2 separate regions of the Mus musculus genome follow, and region 2 is linked to region 1. The links are chromatin contacts, called in public HiChIP or PLAC-seq maps. All regions are on one chromosome and are shown on one strand. The core of a region is the stretch at or near the end of the contact, and the rest is flanking DNA. Distances in the headings are between cores, read along the strand shown.

What was found. HiChIP or PLAC-seq counts read pairs in DNA pulled down with a chosen protein or histone mark.
Region 2: an H3K27ac HiChIP or PLAC-seq map of embryonic stem cells shows a contact between it and region 1, with 5 times the contacts expected there. The contact joins the promoter of Pramel13 here to the promoter of Pramel1 in region 1. A contact is called at or near these places in 3 of 39 promoter capture datasets (the C10 cell line, cranial neural crest and embryonic stem cells), 2 of 115 datasets of contacts at active chromatin or transcription factors (both in embryonic stem cells) and 1 of 9 other capture datasets (embryonic stem cells).

Annotation. Positions count from the first base shown.
Region 1 is chr4:143,391,855-143,398,850 of GRCm38.p6, forward strand. It overlaps Pramel1 (PRAME like 1), which reads left to right and starts at 2,587. Exons shown (of 4, transcript NM_031377.2): 1 at 2,587-2,689; 2 at 4,576-4,893; 3 at 5,196-5,762; 4 at 6,514-6,996. The coding sequence starts at 4,601.
Region 2 is chr4:144,405,179-144,412,174 of GRCm38.p6, forward strand. Pramel13 (PRAME like 13) reads right to left here and starts at 3,286. Exons shown (of 4, transcript NM_029948.2): 1 at 3,179-3,286.

The DNA.
Region 1 (6,996 bases), core at 1,337-3,836:
GGTGGCCCACACCTTTACATGCCTTTAATTCCCAGGGAGGCAGAGGGCAGGGGGCAGGGGTCAGGGGGTCAGGGGGGCAGAGGCAGAGGCAGAGGCAGAGGCAGAGGCAGAGGCAGAGGCAGAGGCAGAGGCAGAGGCAGAGGCAGAGGCAGAGGCAGAGGCAGAGGCAGAGGCAGAGGCAGAGGCAGAGGCAGAGGCAGAGGCAGAGGGATCTCCATGAGTTTGAGGCCAGTCCGATCTACAAAGCTAGTTCCAGTACAGTCAAGGTTGTTAGCTTAGTGTCTCCAAAAAAAAAAAAAAAAACCAAAAAAAAAAAAAAAAACCCAAAAAAACCAAAAACAAAAAAAACCTAAACAAACATACACCTGAACCCGTGGTCTGGTCCTCAGGGATGTTCTCTATCTAGCCCTAGTGACTTGCTCTCTGTCTTCTCCTCTGACCCCCAAGCCTGTAACTGAGCTGATCTCATCTGAAACACACCCTACTTTCTGGGAAAACCAAGGCATTCTCTGCCTGGAAGGAGCAAGTTGGGTTTAAGCTGCCCTTTCACAACTACTAAGGCTTCTAATATCTTTGGGCAAATTTTGCCTTACACCTCTGTCCTTCCATGAAGCCCCCCATCTTGAGGCTGGGGGTGTACCTCAGTTGGTAGAGTACTCACCTAGCCTGTGGGAAGGGCGCCATGAGTTTGACACCCAGCATCTCAAAGCCAGGCATGGCGATGCGAGTCTCCTATACTGTGGCTTACCAGCTGTGATGTTTTGTTCTGGGAGTCAATACTGGACAGGCTGAAACAATAGGATCACTTCTATGGGCTAGCCTAGTCTACATGTTCTGGATCAACCTGGGTTACATATAACAAAGCCTTGTTTCAGGAAGACAAAATAAAAGAGAAAAACCCCCACAGGTGACACTGGGTATGTAAGTTACTAATGTTTTTTTGTTTTTTTTCTGGAGAGAATCTGGTTTTTATCTTTACTATCTTAAAGTGGTTAAAGAATTCTGCAAGAAAAATGCCACGTATCAGTTGTTTTTTTTTAATTTTTTTTTATTTGAGGGTCTCATGTAGCCCAGGCTGGACTGTTACTATTGTAGCTCAGCCTGTCCTGGAACTCCAGATTTTTTTCCTTCTATGTAGCAGGGTGGTTTGTGCCCACTATGCCCGGCTACTTTTTATTTTTCTGTGAAATAGACTAACCCTTTGCTATCTTTCTTCCCAACTGTTGCAGTCAACATATTGAAAAATCTGTTTGTGGGGTGAATCCATGATTGAGCCTTGACTTTAACCCCATCTTAATTCTTCCCTTGTGGGGAGAACACAGATCAGACTCACTTTGTGTGTGTGTGTGTGTGTGTGTGTGTGTGTGTGTGTGTGTATCAGAGTGCCTTTATATTGTTCTAGGCCTTGCTGTGTAGAGACCTGGATTGCCCCAAACTCATCCTAACCTCCTGCCTCTGCCTCCAGAGTGCATAACCACAGCCCCATCTTCTCTTTTTTTCTCTTCTTCCTCTTCTTCCTCCTCCTCCCCTCCTCCCCCTCTCTTCCTCCCTCCCTCCCTCTCTTTTATAGGCAGGGTCTCATCAAGTACATCAAGTAGTCTAGGTTGGAGCCTGGAAGTCAATATTTAGTTATCCCGGGCCTAAAGTCACAGAGATTCTTCTGCCTCTGCCTCCTGAGTGTTGGAATTAAAGGTACGCACTACTACAGTCCCGCCCTTTGTGTGTGTGTGTGTGTGTGTGTGTGTGTGTGTGTGTGTTTCATCCAGTAGTCTTGGCCAGGGCCTCAGGGCCTGGAATTTAATATTTAATTAAGAAAATGCTGGGCCTAAAGTCAGAAATCCTCCTGCCTCTGCCTTTTGAGTGAAGAATTAAAGGTGGGCAATACCATAGCCACACTTTAATTTCTTTTTTCTTTTCGGTTTTTTTTTTTTTTTTTTTTTTTTTTTTGGAGACAGGGTTTCTCCGTATAGCCCTGGCTGTCCTGGAACTCACTCTGTAGACTAGGCTGGCCTCGAATTCAGAAATCCACCTGCCTCTGCCTCCCAAGTGCTGGGATTAAAGGCGGGTGCCACCACTGCGGCTTAATTTTATTATTATTTTTTAAGGCAGGGTCTTATCCAGTAGCCTTGGTTGGAGCCTGGAAGTCGATATTTAGTTAGACACAATACTGGGCCGAAAGTTAGGGATCCTCCTGCCTCTGCCTCCTGAGTGCTGGAATTAAAGATGGATACCAGCACCAACGCAGCAATCCCCCCTACCGCCCCCGCCTTATTTTCAAACATGGACTCATCCAGTAGTCTTAGCCAGAGCCTGGGAAATCGATATTTAGTTAGCGAAGAAAGGCCGGGCCTAAAGTCACAGAGATGCACCTGCCTCAGCCTCCTGGCCAACGCTGTAAGTCTCCCTCCACATCCGGCTCTAGATTCAAAAAAGCGTTGGAGGAGTGGGGGGGCGAAATCCCGTGAAAGTGGGCGGAGCCTGAGACGTCCAATCAAGTGGCGGCTTGTATGGGGGGCGGGGCCCGAGCTTATTTCAGCGGCGTGGGAGCAGAACGTTGTGTTAAAGCTTCGGCGGCCACGAGAGCGAGCGCTTCCTGTCAGGTCTCTGTGAGTTTGAGGCCAGCGGGGGAGACAGAGGGACCGGAGGGCTCCGGGGCGGCTCGGAGACATCTTGCTTCTGTCCATCTCTGGTAAGCCATTTTGTCCCTCAGTAGCAGCAGCAGCGGGCGAGGCCGGAGGATCGCTTCAACCCTTGGTAAAAAAAAAAAAAAAAACAACAAAATAAACGCCCCACTCCGTGCCATCACCCCGTGCTCTTCCAGACACGTCGGGGAGACTTGACTAACGGGTGCGCTGACAGGATAAGGCCGTTCTTTCTCACTCTGCTTTTTTTTGAAGTAGGCCTTCGTCTGTGAGGGCCCCAGGGCCCGCCAGGAAATCAGTGCGTCGTTTCGGGCTTCAAACACTTCCGGCATGCTAGGATTAAGTGCCGAGTTATCGAGCCTGTGTGACTGACTGAAGAATAACTTGAGTGTGGCTAGGATTAGGAGTGTGTGCTCGCACACCTTGTTTATCAATGCATTCCATCAGCCAGGTTGCTTCCCCCCCCAGTCAGAGATTGCTTCTTTTGAACTTTGCCACCCCCACCCCCCCCCAAGGCTAACAACCGTTTTAATTCGAAGTTCCTCACTAGATCGGGCCTTCCGAGAGGATGGGGGTAGGCTGGGCCCTTAGGCAGTCATCTGGGCATCTGGCCTAGATGGGTGGGTCACATCCTGCGTTAGATTCATTACATTTACGAAGTAGTAGTGAAATGCTTTTAAGGGTGTGGGTGTGTGTGTGTGTGGGGTCCCAGCATTAGGAAGGTTTGAGAATTGCTGTGCAAAGCTGGGTGGGTGGTGGTGGCTCCAGCACTCAAGAGGCAAAGGGCCAGCCTGGTCTATAGTAAGCCAAACTTGGGTAGAGTCACTCATGACTTTGATTTCTTGTTGGAGTACTGTCTGAGATGGGTAGATATTTATTCATATTCTCTCAATTTACTAGGCAGACCAGGTTAGATGGCATAGGGTTTTAATGAGTTGTAGACAGACTTTTTAAAAGTGGGCATAGTGCCAAATGCCCTTTGGGGAGGTGGGTGGAGGTTGGTTTGGGGTTTTTTTGAGGCAGGGTTTCTGTGTATATCCACCATGGCTGTCCTGTGCCAACACACTGGGCAGCCTGGAACTTATGTAGATCCCTCTACCTTAGTTTTGAGTGTTCTGATGATAATGTGAGTCACCGCTCTAGACTTAGAAGAAACTTTTCTCCTACAGAAATTCAACCCTTGGCATTTAAAGTTTTTAGTCAGGTGTGATGGTGAATACCTTTAACCCCAGCACTTGGGAAGCAGAGACAGGAGGATCTCTGAGTTCAAGGCCAGCCTAGTGGACTACAGAGTGAGTTTCAGGTCAGGTTGGGAAACCATGTCTACAAACAAACAAAGAAAGAAAAAACCAAAACAAACAACATAACAAGTGATAAAATGTTTGAAGTTTAGTGATAGTGGCTCATTAGTAAAAATGCCCTAACATGTATGATACTCATGTTCAGTGCTAAGTGCTACAGAATAAACATTTACTCAAATATTTCCTTCTTTCTAATAGTTATTGCTATTTCCCCGACCCCATGCTCCCAAAGCTGACCCCCAACTGAATGTATATCTCTGCCTCCTCAGTGCTGGGGTGGCATCTGCCATCCCTACCACCTGCTGCCATACAGGATCTTGAATGACACATTTCCTTCAGAGAGCTGGAGTTTAACTTCTAGGATGCACAGGACTCAGTTCCTGCTGGGAGTGGAATCCATTGCCTAAACTGGAAATGGGTGGTAATAAGATGTACTGTGGCAGTGGATATTTGAGACCATAGTCCTGGGGCCAACAGGGAGTGGGATGGTGTTGTGGTCAGTGTAGCACAGAGTAGAAGGAACTAGATTGAGGTCTCTGTCACTCTTGGAACAGTGACTGTGACCCTGACCTAGCTCCTGTCTCGGGTGAGGTGAGTCTCAGCACTTATCTTTTTTCTAAATGTTGCCCCAGGAATCCTTCCTGAAGATCCATCAGGATGAGCTGCAAGACTCCACCCACACTCCAGGAACTGGCAGAGAACAGCCTCCTGAAGAACCAGGACTTGGCTATCTCTGCTCTGGATGACATACCCTCACTTTTCTTCCCATCACTGTTCAAAAAGGCCTGCAGAAATAGATATGTTGGGATCATAAAGGCGATGGTGCAGGCGTGGCCCTTCCCCTGTCTTCCTCTGGGGGCCATGATCAGTAGGAAGACTGCCTACAGGAGAATCTTAGAGATTATCCTGTATGGGCTTGATGCCTTGCTTTCCCAGAAAGTTCCCCACAGGTGAGTGAAACCCAGAAGGGAATACAAGCAGAGACAGTTGGGGTCAGGTTGAATGGGGGAGACAAGGTAGACAAGGATGGAAGGGAGGCTTTTGATGGCCCCAGCTTGGAGAGCTACAGGGGCTTTTTGGCCATTGCTGAGCCATCTGGGAAAGGACTGTGGAGTGTGCAGGGTTTATCAGCAGTGGCTGAAGTACTCTGCCCCTGTTTCCCATGGGGACTGGACTGGATTCATGGACAAGGGCATGAGAGTCAGAATGTGGTAAATGCCTAGGTGCTGAGACTCTTCTGTTTCACCCACAGCAGGTGCAAGCTGCAAGTGCTGGATTTACGGGTTATGCCTTTGAAGCTGTGGAACAGGTTGCCTGTGTTTGGGACTGCTGGCTGCAGTGAGAATCCAGCAGTGGTGGGCCATTCGGGAACAGAGGTGAAACAGCCAGTGAAGGTGCTGGTAGACTTGGTCCTCAAGGAAAGCCCACTAGATTCCACAGAGTCCTTCCTCGTTCAGTGGGTGGATAACAGGAATGGTTTGGTGAGTTTGTGCTGTTGCAAGCTGCAGATCTGGGCTATGTCCATGTATTACCACAGAAAACTTTTGGAGATTTTGGATCTGGACTCTGTCCAGGAGCTGCGTATGTACTGCATCAGTAATCCTGTCTGCCTGCTTAACTTCGCCCCTTACTTGGGTCGCATGAGGAACCTGCGCTGCCTCATCCTCTCTCACCTCTGGCAGACCTTCTCGATGACCCCGGTGGAGAAGCAGCAGGTTATTACCCAGTTCACGTCTCAGTTCCTCAAACTGAAATGCCTCCAGATCCTGCATCTGGATACTGTCTTCTTCCTAGAGGGTCATCTGGATGAGCTATTCTGGTAAGGAGGGGTGGTCAGGTTTCTCATTAGAGTAAAGCGAAGCCTTGGCATTTAGACATTAGTGGGCATGAGCTCTCTGCAGCTACTGGGAGATTGACATTACCGAGGCATTAGAGTATCAGGGCATTGTTTTGTGTCTGCTGTCCCAGAGAGAGGTGGTCACATAGCCACTAATACAAAGGAGTAGGGTCAAGCTGGAGTTGATGGCTTGGAAAGGGTGTACCATGCTAGGAAGCCTTCTCAGTAATGAGATCAAGTGAGAATGGGTTCTTAGTTCTTTTTTAGCAAGTGTCTAAGGGAAATTGGAAAAGGGAAAAGGAAGGCATTGAAGAGGGCTGTACTGCACACCTGCACAGTTCCCATCAAAGACAGGCTAGTTTTTGAGATGAGGTCATCACATGTAGTACAGATTGGGAGTAAGATTGGCTTGTACTTCCCATAATCCTCCTGTGTCTGGTCCCTAGTGGTATCATATCACAGGTGTGTACTGCCATATCCGTTGTTGGTTTGACCTCAAGCAGAGGTCAATGAGCGGATGGGAAATGGGACATTATGCCTAGGTTGGTCTTTCAGGTGTAAAAGGGACTTGTAGTCTTGGATTGAGCTGTTCCTATAGTGATGGTGACAGGCCTCAGTATAGATTTGAATGTGCAGAGTCTAGTTTAGAATATCATGGGTATTGTGATTAGAAAGATCTTGAACCAGATGCATATTCCCAGAAATGTCTTCTTGTTTCCTTTTTTTTTTATAGGTGGCTGAAGACACCCTTAGAGACCCTGTCTGTGATTGATTGTAATCTCTCAAAATCAGACTGGTTCCATATATCTGAGTTCCAGTGCACAAGTCAGCTAAAACACCTGAATTTGAAATGGGTCAAACTGACCCATTTGAGCCCAGAGCCCCTTCGAGTTCTGTTACTAAAATCTGCATCTACCCTAACATCCCTGGATTTGGAGGGCTGTCAAATGATGGACTCTCAACTCAGTGCCATCCTACCTGCTCTGAGATGCTGTACACAGCTCACCAAGTTTAATTTCCATGGGAACTATATCTCCATGCCTATCCTGAGGGAGCTGGCATATAACGTTGTCAAGCAGAAATCCCAACAGTCAAAGATACGCTTTATCCCAAGCTGTAGTCATCACAGTGGTCTGGAGTTTGAGGCCATTTCTCAGCCTCATATTGTGTTTGTAGATGTGGATCGGACTACTGGGGAGCAAGAACAAGTCTTGTT
Region 2 (6,996 bases), core at 2,036-4,535, 1.0 Mb after region 1:
AGATTATGACAGACAGAATTCCCAAAAGCCTCTAAGGTTTCTCCCACACGGTCTCAGAAGATGGGGATGTAGCTACAGGATGCCACCTGGACTGTGATATGACAATCACTGAAATAAAATACACAGTGGACAAAACTGGATACTCTGAGTCAAATGACTTAACTAAAATAAAGGTAAGCCATTTCTCATGTCACACGTACCCATTCCACAGAGAAAAAGCCCCGTGTCTTCTGTGCTTGAAAGCCAGACTGACCGCCCAAGTTGCCATTGAGACCATAGAGATCACAGAGAACCGTTGGCTAGTGGACTCTGTCATTTTTAAAATAATATATAACTGGTATATAACTGCTAGATTTTTGTTTATTTCTCAGACTTCTGGCTACATTGACAGCTAGAAGAAAGCTTTCACAGATATAATCTCTTATCTCCTTACCTAAACTCTGTTTCCATTCATTAAATGCTTCTATATTTCCTCTTTTTCTATGCCACTGCTCTAATCTTATCTGAGTTCCAATAAATTTGCCTAAGTAATAAAACATCCCACTATATGATTCAACTTTTTAATCTTGTTCCTTCTGCTCCACAAAAGGCTCATCTTAAAGACTGCTCATGTCGTTATCTCTTTTATAAACGTATAAACTACAGGAAATCCACTCAGCTCCCTCTCATGGACCAAATAGACTCCATCCAGATGCCCAAAGTTCCCACTTGCTACCTATTCCAAAGGGTGGGATTCCTATGGGTTTCAAATGTACATCTTAAGAAAAAATTTTCTTTCTCCCAAATGTACTTAATCTTTTTCTCTACCTATAATAATGTGTTCCAACATCCCAAATCCAGGTTTTGCTACATCCAGGACAGCTCCAGAGAAGCCACTTCCAGAGACTCCAATATCTCCTCTCACAGACATATGCTCCTACTGGACCTCTTCCTTCTGACATATCCTCAGATGGCTCCACAGGCCCTCGACAGCAAGGACAGCCAACATCCCCCATCCTTCCAGGTTCCCCAGAGACACCGTTGCCCCAATGTCAGCATGAAGCAGCCAGATATCACAACGACCTTATTCCTACTTCTTCATCACCTCTTTCTAATTTTTCCTTTTTTTAAAAAAAATTAAGCCAAAATGGAGTAATGTTGGTATTCTGTCTAAACTCTACCCCCACAGTTCCTTTCAGCAGCCAGGTATGCTCCTACTCCCCGCAGTTACCAGGCAACAGCCAGGTAGGCTTGTGCCAGTATAAAGGGGGCTGCTTGGCCCCGCCTCTCTCTTGCCTCTTGTTCCCATTCCCTTCCCCGCCCCCTCCATGTGACCATGGCCAGCCTCTACACCTCTACTCTCTCCTTCTCTCTGCCTTTGCTACTCTCTTAACTCCCCTCCCCATGCACTCCCTTGCTCCACACCACACCAGACCATATCTTAATAGCTCTTGCTCTTTTTATGATCACAACACACATCACTTGTATCTTTTCTGTTTGCTTGTTTTGTTTGTTTGTTTTGTTGTTGTTGTTGTTTTCGAGGCAGGGTTTCTCTGTGTAACCCTGGCTGTCCTGGAGCTCACTCTGTAGACCAGGCTAGCCTCGAACTCAGAAATTCGCCTGCCTCTGCCTCCCAAGTGCTGGGATTAAAGGCATGCACCACCACACCTGGCTCACTTGTAATTTTTTTTTTTTTTTTTAAGGTTAGGGCCTCCTTATGGTGCCTTGGCCTAGAGCTCTCTCTGCAGATCAGGCTGGTCCTAAACTTATGGAATCCACATGCTTCTGTCTCCTGAGTGCTGGAATTAAAAGTTCAGACCACTATACCTGGTTCTTTACAACCTTTAAAAAAATAACAACAAAATACTAATACTACTACTAATAATAATTTTGTGTTTTGGTTTTGAGACAGGGTTTCTCTGTGTGTAGGCCTGGCTGTCCTAAAAACAGGCATCTTGGTCCATGTGTGTAATTTTAGCAATTGGAAGGTAGAGACGGGTCATCCCTTGGCTACATGGTGAATTTGAGGCCAGCCTGGAACCCAAGAGACCTTATCTTAAAAATTATGATGATGGGGGAGGGAAGAAGGAGGGGGAGAGGATGTATGAAACCCAGGGCTTGTGTATGTAGGCAGGTGCTACACTGAGCCACCTCCCCTCCCGGGCTCCTTTCACCTTATTTTAGAGCACATTCCTTCTTTTTAAAGTTGCTACATGTTGCTACAAGGGTAATTCTAGCACTCCAGTCTCGGAAAGGCTGAGTTTGAGCCAAGTATGGTTACATAGTCAGAACTGCCTCAAAACAAAAACTGGCTAGAACCAGTTCCAGAGGCTCTGCTGCCCCCTTTCTGTCCTCTGCAAACACCAGGCACTCACAGGGTAGATAGGCGTATGTTGGCAAAACACTCAATACATAAAATAAAAATAGTTTAAAAAAAAAAGAGAAATGTAAAACAAACGTTATGTTATGCCAGCCTCATGCAGACTGCATGGATTGCAACAGGAAGCCATGCCAGTTGGTTGTGGAAACAACTTTAACTCCAGCACTCAGGAGGCTAGGAGGATTTCTATGAGTTTGAACTCAGCCTGGTCTATATATAAAGTTCCAGGACAACCAGAACTACATAGAAGAGTGATCCTGTATCAAACGGCAGGAAGAAAGGAAAGACAGAAAGAAGATGCATGTTAGGAAAGTGACACACCCTTAATCATGACACTTAGTGAGAACGGCATATGGATCTCTGAGGTCACTCCCAGCCTGGTCAACAATGAGTTCCAGGACAGCCAGGGCTACTTAATGAGAACTTGTCTCAATAAGTAAATAAGTAAACAAACAACAAAAACCCAGAAGCCCGGAAGTGCTGAGCAATGTTATACACACCATTAATCTCAGCAGAGGCAGGCCGATCTCTGGGCAACCAGAGATACATAGTGACACCCTGTCTCAAAAACAAAAACAAACAAACAAAAAACAACCAACCAAAGGAGTTGGGCAAGTGCCTGGCTCACACCAATCCTTTAGGTTTGTGTAAATGCCTTCTGTGAAGCATGCTTGAGGTTCGTGACCCATTTTTAAGGATGCACACCGATCCTTAAGCTACTCCGGACCGTTCCTGAACTGCTAGAGACATAAGGTCTGTTTACTATGACACCTGTATAACTCTGGAGAGTCATGACTGCCTGTGGATGGTCATAAATACCTGCAATGAAGTCTCCGCTGAACTCCGGAGGCCAGAGATCTTCTACTGAAGTGGGCGTAGGAATATCCGCCAAAGAACTGAATTCCCCTGACCAGGGCAGACTAAGACTCCTCCTCCTTCTAGCCCCTCCCCTTTCCCCCTTCCTTCCCTCATTCCGTAAAAATGCGGCTGGTCTGTGCGTGGCTGTTTGCTTCTGTTTCTAACCCGAAGGCTTTCCAGACTTAAGGGTCAATTCAAAGACGCCAAGGTTTTAAAGTGTCTAATTGTAACTATCCTCTGAAGAAAACTAAGGCCTCTCACTCAGTTGAAAGGAACAGAAGCAGACAAACTTCAAGTCCTGGTGTCGTGGGTTATTGCAGGAGCAACACAAGTTTTACTTTTTAATATTTATTTTGTTTTGAGATAGGGTCTCTTACAGCCCAGACTTGGCCTCTAATTCACCTCTAATTCTGCTTTCATCAAAAAAAAAAAAAAAAAAAAAGAAATGCTGGAATCACAGGTGTGTGCCATCTTGACACAGTGATTCACACAGAATTGAATTCACGTGTGAGGGGTCTCTGCAAACACCCGTGCCAGCAGAGTGCGGATCAAAGATCCTTGAGAGGCCAGAAGAAAGTCTAGTTCAACAAGGCTCGGTTCAAACTTTGACACCTGTTAGTTTATTTATTTTACGTATATTTAAGTACAGCACAGTTGCTCTTGGTGAGGGAAGCTAATTGGTGATAATTAGCACAATCCTGTGTGCACAATAATAAAGCAAGGCTGCGCCGGGCGTGGTGGTGCACGCCTTTAATCCCAGCACTTGGGAGGCAGAGGCAGGCGGATTTCTGAGTTCGAAGCCAGCCTGGTCTACAAAGTGAGTTCCAGGACAGCCAAGGCTACACAGAGAAACCCTATCTTGAAAAGCAAATTAACCAAACAAACAAAAGCAGGACTGCATTGAAATTCTTTCTAAAGTACCTTTGACATCATCCATAAAGATGAGTATTGGAGATCGACTATGTGTGACATCATTGTAAGGGTCTGGGGGAGGGTCTGGTGTGGTCTAGTGCAAAGATCATCAGGGTATGGCTAACCACCCCTAGGACTCTAGCCTTCTGGGCAGAAAACTGGTTATACTTCTTTCACTTTGAAGAGACAGCCCTAGCTGTTTAACATTCCTGGTTTCCCTGATGCTCATAGGCGAGCACAAGAACTCCTACACCTGGTGCTCAACCTCTGAACTAAATTGCTGTGGAGGGAACCTGTTTTGCGCTTGAATGGCCCTGGGGGAAGCATTGAGGAGGTTCTGAGGGTCCACTGGTGAGGCGACTTGACTGATATTTGCCTAGATAAAACCCTCTCCCAGGTGGGAGGATTCCTGGAACAGGCAGATGTCCACACAAGAGGGGGAAACTTGAGGATCTGGGTTCCTATAGCACACACTGTTAGGCTTTGCCTTCCTAGGGATCCTGAAGGCCCAGCCTAGGAGAAATCAAAGCTCAGCAGGCTGGTAGGCTCAATCTTCCACCCTATGTTTTAGGGACCTCTGAGATACCTCCTTTCTCGAGTGACAAAACTGAGAGGAACAACCAACGTGACATCCAGTCAAGCCCTGCAGATACCAATGTTTTGCCTCAGAATCCATGCAGGAATTGATGTGTTTATATCAAGACAAAGAGGTATAAGATGTGTTCTATGGGGGTGTGGTGAGGTGTGGTGGAAGGAGGTGCCTCGGTGGGCCCATGCCAAGGCATCCTTTCCCCCTGAAGGATACACGATGGTATAGTATAGAATAGAGTTTATTCATGGCATGGGGAGGTGGGGGGAGTTAAGAGGGTAGTAGAGGCAGAGAAACACAGAGAGAGGGAGAAAGTAGAGAAGTAGAGGCCAGCCATGAACATGTGGAGAGAGGAGGGAAGGGAATGGGGAGAGAGGGGGACTAAGAGTGAAAGAGGCAAGAGTAAAAAGGAGAGGAGGGGGCAAGCAGCCCCTTTTATAAAAGGCCAGGCCTACCTGGCTCTTGCCAGTAACTGTGGGTCAGAATTTAGACAGAATGCTAACAGGAAGCCGGGCAGTGGTGGCGCATGCCTTTAATCCCAGCCTATCTCAGGAATATTCTCAGCATCAGCACATCTTAAGTTTACAACCAACCACACATACTTTCCAAAAACAGTCACCAAGGTGGAGGTAAGGTTAAGAGTTTGGTTTTGATTTTTTTTTCCTTTTCTTTCCTTTTCTTTCCTTTTCTTTTCTTTTCTTTTCTTTTCTTTTCTTTCTTTCTTTCTTTCTTTCTTTCTTTCTTTCTTTCTTTCTTTCTTTTTCTTTTCCAATTCACACTTGTCTTTTTATTTGTTTTGTTTGAGATAGTCTCTTGTAACCCAGACTGTCCTCAAACTAGCAAGGTAATCAAGTATGACCTTGGATTCCTGATCCTCCTGCCTCTGCCTCCTGAGTGCTGGGATGCCAGACATGTTCTGTACTAGGCACAGAGAGATTCTGAGTCGCAAACCTCAAGGCCTGTAAAATGCTGTCAAGATGGCTATCGAGGGTGGGAGTGCAGGCTTGGGCTAGCATTTGCCTTCTCTTCCCACCTGATTCCCAAGCAATTTTCTAGCTGAGCTCTAAAATCAAGACACCACTGTAACACGGCAGAGAGAAATGTAATAGCAAAGCTTTCTCCATCTTGTCTTGGCTGAAACCAGCTTTGGTTTCCACCTCCTGCTCTGACAAGTCCCTTGGGGAAGAGGGAAAGCACCCAGCCCTGTTCTAGAGACTCAGGGTCAAAATGCCCCAGTTAGTTCTCAGCTCTTGTTAAACTGCTTGTTTGTTTGCGTTCCCTTGCAATTGCCAAACAGAATTCAGGTTTTCTGTGTTCTTTATCTTCAAATACTCCCTGTACTATGGATTGGGGCTGCTCTGTGAGAAATGCTTCTCTTCAGGCATCACAGTCACCAGCTGGCTTATGAGACTCTTCTTTCTACCTTCCTTTCTTTCCTTCTTTTTTTTTTCCTTCTTTCTTTTTAAAAGACACACCAGAAGAGGGCATCGGATCCCATTATAGACGGTTGTGAGCCATGATGTGGTTGCTGGGAATTGAACTCAAGACCTATGGAAGAGCAGTTAGTCCTCTTAACCCCGTGAGCCATCTTTCTAGCCCACTACAGACTCTCAATTCTAATTTTGGCCATGGTCTTTGAGCCTTTACCTTGTAACAGAAACAGATACTTGTGAATGGATTCTGCTTTAGACCTGAGCCATTCTCTCTCTCTTTCTCTCTCTCTCTCTCTCTCTCTCTCTCTCTCTCTCTCTCTCTCTCTCTCTCGCTCTCGCTCTCCCCTAGGGTCTCACTATGCTCTGGATGGCCTGAACCTTGTTGTATTAGTCAGGGTTCTCTAGAGTCACAGAACTTATAGCTAGTCTCTATATAGTAAAGGAATTTATTGATGACTTACAGTCTGCAGCCCAATTCCCAACAATGATTCAGTAGTAGCTGTGAATGGAAATCCAAAGATCTAGCAGTTACTCAGTCCCACACCACATGGCAAGCAGGCAAGGAAGCAAGACTCCCTTCTTCCAATGTCCTTATATGGTTTCCAGCAGAAGGTGTAGCCCAGATTAAAGGTGTGTTCCACCACGCTTTTAATCCCAGATGACCTTGAACTCAGAGATCTCCCTGTCTTAATCTTCTGGAATCCATAGCCACTATGCTTCAAGATCTCCATACCAAGATCCAGATCAGAAACTTCTATCTCCCAGGCTCCAGATGAGGGTCACTGGTGAGCCTTCCAATTCTGGATTGTAGTTCATTCCAAATATAGTCAAGTTGACAACCAGGA